Linked DNA regions of Anser cygnoides: region 2 is linked to region 1. A link is a contact called in public Hi-C data. All regions are on one chromosome and are shown on one strand. The core of a region is the stretch at or near the end of the contact, and the rest is flanking DNA. Distances in the headings are between cores, read along the strand shown. Region 1 holds the start of TJP3 (tight junction protein 3). Region 2 holds the start of MBD3 (methyl-CpG binding domain protein 3).

Region 1 (2,857 bases), core at 216-2,715:
TGCCCCGCCGGCAGCCCCCCAGCGCGCCCCCAAACCCAGCCCCACCCGCGTCCCGGTGGGCTGATCCTGCCGCCCCCCCCCCCCCCAAGACAGGTGCCCCCCCAGCCCTGGCTGGGTGTAAACGGGTGGGATGGAGGCACGTGAAAGGGAGGCACGTCCTCCAGCCCCAGGGCGCAGAGCCTGATGGCAGGGTCCCAGCTCCGTGTCCCCAAGCCCACGGCGTGAGAGCCGCAGCACCCCAACAAGGGCTCTGCACCGCGTCCTGCTCAGGTCCCCCCCGCCAGCACGTAGGGACCCCCGGGGCCTCCCCTCCTGCTCCGTCCGTGTGGTCAGGGCAGGACCCCGGGAGGGTCCCCGGCCCCTGTCCCTCCCGGGGCTGACGGGCAGGGGTGACCCTCGGTTCCATCCCCGTCCCCCGGGACTCACCGAGCGGTGGCTCAGCCCCAGCGGAGGCTGGATCCGACCAGGAAGGAGCTGAGCTCTGGGGCTGGTGGCAGCGGTGTCACTCCCGGGCGCCTCGCGTAACCCTTTGTGGGCCAGACGCTGCCTGCAGGAGGGAGAGGGCAGGGGGAAGGGGTCCCTGGGCAGCTCCACCGGGCACAGCAGGAGCTGTAGGGGGGCTGTCCCCGCTGTCCCCCCCCGGGCTGGTGGCTCAGCCACGTCCACTCGTGCCCCACGCGGCCCCAGGCAAGGACAGGACGCACAGGACGCGGGGGGTCACCGGGGGTGGCAGTGCCCGAGCACGGGGCCCTTCCTCCCGGCCGGGCCCCCCTCCGAGGAGGTGGGGGGGGGGGGCTCCACGCCACCCACACCGCCCTGAGCCCCCAGCCCCTCCCCGGGCCGTCCCTGGGGGACCGCACAGCTTCACCCAGCGCCACGCGAGGGGCCGGGGACAGCAGCTCCGCGGGGACACCCAGCCCTGGGGGGGCCGTGGGTGAGACCGCGGCCCCTCGCTGCCCCCCTGGGCCGCCGCCCCCTTCCCTCCCCGGCCCCTTCCCTCCGCCCCCACCTCGCCGCCGGCCGGGGCTCCCGGCTCCTGCCTCCCGGGGGGCTCCCGGCCACAGAGACCGGCTCCACGCCGCGGCTCCCGGTCCAGGCGTCGGCCCGGGCTCTGTACCGGGGGTGCCGGGGCAGCTCCGAGCCCCGCTCCCGGGCGTCCCGGGGGGACCAGTTCCTGCGGAACCCCCCCGCCGCCAGCCGCCACCCCGGGGCCATGGTGCTGGGCGCGGGGCTTCAGCGGCGGGCTCGCAGCTCCCCGGGGGAGGACGGGGCAGCTCCCGGTGCTGCTCCCCGGAGCCGTTCGGAGCCTCCCCGCGCCGCCGCCGCCGCTCCCCTCCCTCGCAGCGCCGCAGCCCCGGGGCACGGCGAGGCCGCCCATGGTGAGGGCAGCGCGCCCCGAGAGCCGGGCGGGCTCCCCCCGGGGACACCCGAGGCCGGTGCCAGGCTCACGCCGCTCCCCGGCCTCCCCCCGGTGCCCGCTGCCCGCTGCCCGCTGCCCGGTGCCCCCCCCCCCCCCATCCCCATCCCCACGGAGCCGCCCGGGCCCGATCCTGCCCCCGCCGCCGCCGTTGCCATGGCGCCGGCCGGGCCCGGCCGCGCGGTGCCTCCCGGCCCCCAGGGGGCAGCACGGCGCCGGCCGCTCCGTCCCCGCCGCTCTGTGGTGCGCCGGGCCCTGGCCCCTTCCCCGCCCCCTCCGCCCTCCCGTCCATGGTCCCCGCCGCTCCCAGGCTGCTCAGCGGCGGCGGCCGGAGCCGGGAGCAGCGCGGCGGCGGCGGCGGAGGGGGGCGCGGGCCCGGCCTGCCCCTGCCCTGCCCTGCCCGCGCCCTCGGCGGCCGCCATGGAGCTGGAGGTGCCCGAGGAGGCGGAGGGCTCGGCCGCGGCGGGGGCCGGTGCCGGCGCCATCACCCCGGAGGGCAGCGCGGGGGGCCCGGACGCGGCAGGAGGTAACGGGCGCTGCCCCGCCGGGGGTCGCCGGCCCCGCGCGGAGCCCTCAGGGCCCCCCCGTCCCGTGGCCGTCCCCCCCTCCCGCAGCCCGCAGTGGTTCAGCCCAGCCCCCCCCCCCCCCGGGTGCGGGTGGTGCCTCCCTGCCCCGTCCCCCCGGGGGGGTTCCGCTGCCCCCCCCCCCCCTTCATCCCCCCCCCGCCGGGCCGCGTGGTGCGCTCCGGCCGCCGCTCCGCGCAGCGGGGGGCCCGGAATGGTTCCGTCCGCGGGGGGGGGGGGGAAGCTCTCGGTGGTCGGGGCAGGCGGGGCGCCCCCAGCACCGGCGAACCGCGGCAGGAGCCGGGGCTGCCCCGGGGGGCGCCGCCTGGCACCGGGTCCCGGCCCGGCGCCACCCCCGGCTGGTTTTGGGGCCGGCCGGCTGCAGGCAGCCCGCAGGCTGCGCCGCCTGGCTCCGGGCGGTCTCGCCTCCGATGGCCCCGTTTGGGAGGGAGCCAAACCGGGCCCCTCGGCCCCGGCCCCGCCGCTGACGGCAGCTCCCGGAGGGGGGGGGGGGCTGGAGGGGGCTGGGGGCGGCCCCCGAGCGGTTTTTGGAAGGGGGCGACCCCGCGGGGCCCGGCGGCAGGGCTGGGGCTGCGGTGCCGTGCCCCCCGTGAGGTGTTCTGCTCAGCCTCGCCGGCGGGAAGCCGAGGCCGTCGTGCGGCAGCCGTCGTGCAGCAGCCGTCGTGTGGCAGTCCCCCCCTCGCGTCGCACGCACGAGGCAGGCCGGAGCGGCGGCGAAGCGCTCGTGGCCCAGCCGGTGCCGCTCGCCTCGACGCCCGTGCTGCTGCCGGTGGCGTGGCCGAAAGCCCGCTCCCCGGCGCCGTCCGCGCGCCCTGCTCGCACCGACCGAACGCCGCGGCTCGTCCCGACCCCCGGC
Region 2 (2,857 bases), core at 231-2,730, 280 kb after region 1:
AAGCGGCACCGGGCGGGCACAGAAAGCCGGGGGGACCCCGGGGGGCTCGGCTCCCAGCCGGGGGGTGCCCGCAGCCCCCTCGGGGGGCCCCCGGCGGCCGAGCCCAGCCCCACCACCACCACCCCGTGCCCTCCCGGGAGCGGGGCCCGTAACCCCGGGGTCCCGGCAGCGCCCCCCCGGCCCCGGTATCGCCGCCGGCCGCCCCCCCGCTCCCACCTCTTCCGCTCCATCTCTGCCGCCGCGGCCTCCGGTCGCCGCCTCCCGGGCCCCAGCGGGGCCTCCCCCGGCTCCTGCCTCCCGCTGCCGCCCCCCGCCGGGCCACCGAGCGCGGCCTCCCCTCGGCCACGCCGCGGCTCCGCTCGGCTCCGCTCCGGGCCCGGCCGCTCCGCTCCGCTCCGCCCGCCCCCGCGGTTCCGCTCCCGCCCCTTCCCCCGCCGCCGCCGCCGCCGCTCCCCGCGCTCCGCCTCCCGCCAGGGTCGGGGGCGGCCGGATCCCTCCGCCCGGGCACGCCGCTGGATATAGTCCCAGCCGGGGGGCGGTGGGAGGCGGGCGGGATGGCCCCCACGGAGCCTCCCCCGGGACTCCCTCAGAGCCCCCCCGGGGTCCACCCAGCGACCCCCCCGCCTCAGCCTCCGCGTGGAGCCGCTCCGGAGCCCCGCAGCGACGCCACAGAGACCCCCCCCGCCCCGAGAACCCCCCTCCCAGGCTCCCCGGAGACCACCTCCAGCTCCAGGGAGACCCCCCCCGGCCGCCCGTACCCAGCCCTCCGCCTCCACATGGACCCCCCCGGCTCCATAGAGACGCCCCTGGCTCCATATGGACGCCCCCCCACCTCCACAAAGACCCCCCCCGGCTCCCCATGGGTCCCCCCTTAGCTTCACAGAGACCCCCCCCGGCCGTCCATGCCCACCCCTCCACCTCCCTATGGACCCCCCACGAGCTCCACAGCGACCCCCCCAGGCTCCACGGAGACCCCCCCAAGCTCCACATGCCTCCCAGAGACCCCCCCCCCCCCCCCCGAGCTTCCCAGAGACCCCCACCTCCACTAAGACTCCCCCCAAGGCTCCACGGAGACCCCCCCGGCCGCCCATGCCCACCCCTCCACCTCCACCCCGACCCCCCCGAGCTCCGCAGCGACCCCCCAGCTCCACCCCGACCCCCCCCCCCCCCCCCCCCCCCCAGAGCTCCACATGGCCTCCCCCGACCTCCCCGGAGACCCCCCCCAGCCGCCCATACCCAGCACTCCACCTCCACATGGACCCCCCCCGGCTCCGCGTGGACCCCCCCCGAGCACCACGGAGACCCCTGCCCCCCCCCCCCCCCCCCCGCTCCCACCGAGACCCCGGCCCCGGGCTCACCCCGGCGCCCGCCGCCGCGCCCCCCCGCGCTGTCCCGGCGGCGCCGCCTTGGGCATCCTCCTTCCCCCGCGCCCCGCTCCGCGGCCCCGGCCCGGCCCCGCGCCCCCCGCCCCGCCCGCTCGCGCCCCCTGCAGCCCCGGCCCCGCGCCGCAGCCCCGGGGGCTGCCCGCGCACCGCGGGCACCGGGCGGGGGGAGAGGGGGGGGGCACCAAGAACGTGGGGCCACGGACACACCACCCAGGACATAGGGCACGGACGGGCCACAAAGGACACAGGGCCGTGAACAAGCCGTGCAGGACACGGCCCACGGATGGCCCACCAAGGAAAATAGGCCGTGGACAGACCACCCAGGACATAGGGCATGCAGGACGTGGGGCGTGGATGGGCCACCGAGGACATAGGGCATGGATGGGCCATGCAGGCAGGACATGGCCCCATGGATGGCCCACGAAGGACATGGGGCATGTATGGGCTCACCAGGACATTGCCAGCCCACCAAGGACACAGGGCCATGGACAGACCACCCAGGACATAGGGCATGCAGGATGTGGGGCGTGGATGGGCCACCGAGGACATAGGGCATGGATGGGCCCACCAGGACATTGCCAGCCCACCAAGGACATCGGGCCATGCAGGACATGGCCCCATGGATGGGCCACCAAGGACCTGGGGCCATGAACGGGTCATGCAGGACATGTCCCACGGATGGGTCACCAAGGATGTGGCCCCATGGGCAGACCATCCAGGACACAGGGCGTGGATGGGCCACCCAGGACAACGCCCACAGATGAGCCACCCAAGACATGGCCCTGTGAACGGACCACCCAGTTCATGGGGCATGGATGAGCCACCCAGGATGTGGCCCCATGGACTGGCCACCACAGAGATGGCCCTATGGATGGGCCATGCAGAACATAGGACATAGATGAACCAACCAGGACATGGCCCCATGGACGGGCCACCCAGAGCTTCCAAGCCCCCAGTCCCGCAGACAGACCCCTGGGGCCATGCCACTGGCAGCCCCACGGCCCGGTGTCCTGGGCAGGTGGGCAGCCCCATGGCCACCCCCGTCTCCCATGGGCAGGCAGGGCCATGCCAGCCCCACGGGCGGTGGGTGCTCAGCAGGGCCGTGGGGTACAAGAACCCCCAGTCTCTGCTTCTGCAGGCTGCGGTGGCGTGGCCCTAGCACGGGGGGCTTCTCCTCGGCCACGTGCCCAATGCCGGGACCCACACAGCTCACCGTGCCCAGCCTGCTGCACCCAAAACTGCCCTGACCCAACGCCTGCTGCCTCCTGCGGCGCCTGGGCATTGGAAGAAGAGGGCTGGCCTGCTACGTGGCCCTCCTGGAGGCTTTTTCGGGGATGGTTGGGTTTGGACATCTTACGGGTCTTTTCCAACCTAAATGATTCTATGATTCTGTGGTTTTGCTGGGTTCGTTCAGCACGGTCTGTAGCACCAACATCCGTTCTCCTGGGTTAAAGTCCAAAAAGAGATCCATA

The links. Hi-C and Micro-C count contacts between places; a contact is called where the count stands out from the background.
Region 2: a Hi-C map of liver shows a contact between it and region 1, with 8 times the contacts expected there. The contact joins the promoter of MBD3 here to the promoter of TJP3 in region 1. A contact is called at or near these places in 2 of 7 Hi-C or Micro-C datasets (both in liver).

What each region holds. Positions count from the first base shown.
Region 1 is chr27:4,640,003-4,642,859 of Taihu_goose_T2T_genome, forward strand. TJP3 (tight junction protein 3) reads right to left here and starts at 1,466. Exons shown (of 21, transcript XM_066983972.1): 1 at 1,010-1,466; 2 at 427-547. The coding sequence starts at 1,215. PIP5K1C (phosphatidylinositol-4-phosphate 5-kinase type 1 gamma) reads left to right here and starts at 1,699. Exons shown (of 19, transcript XM_066983987.1): 1 at 1,699-1,943. The coding sequence starts at 1,838.
Region 2 is chr27:4,919,057-4,921,913 of Taihu_goose_T2T_genome, forward strand. It overlaps MBD3 (methyl-CpG binding domain protein 3), which reads right to left and starts at 1,481. Exons shown (of 8, transcript XM_066983799.1): 1 at 1,359-1,481. The coding sequence starts at 1,414.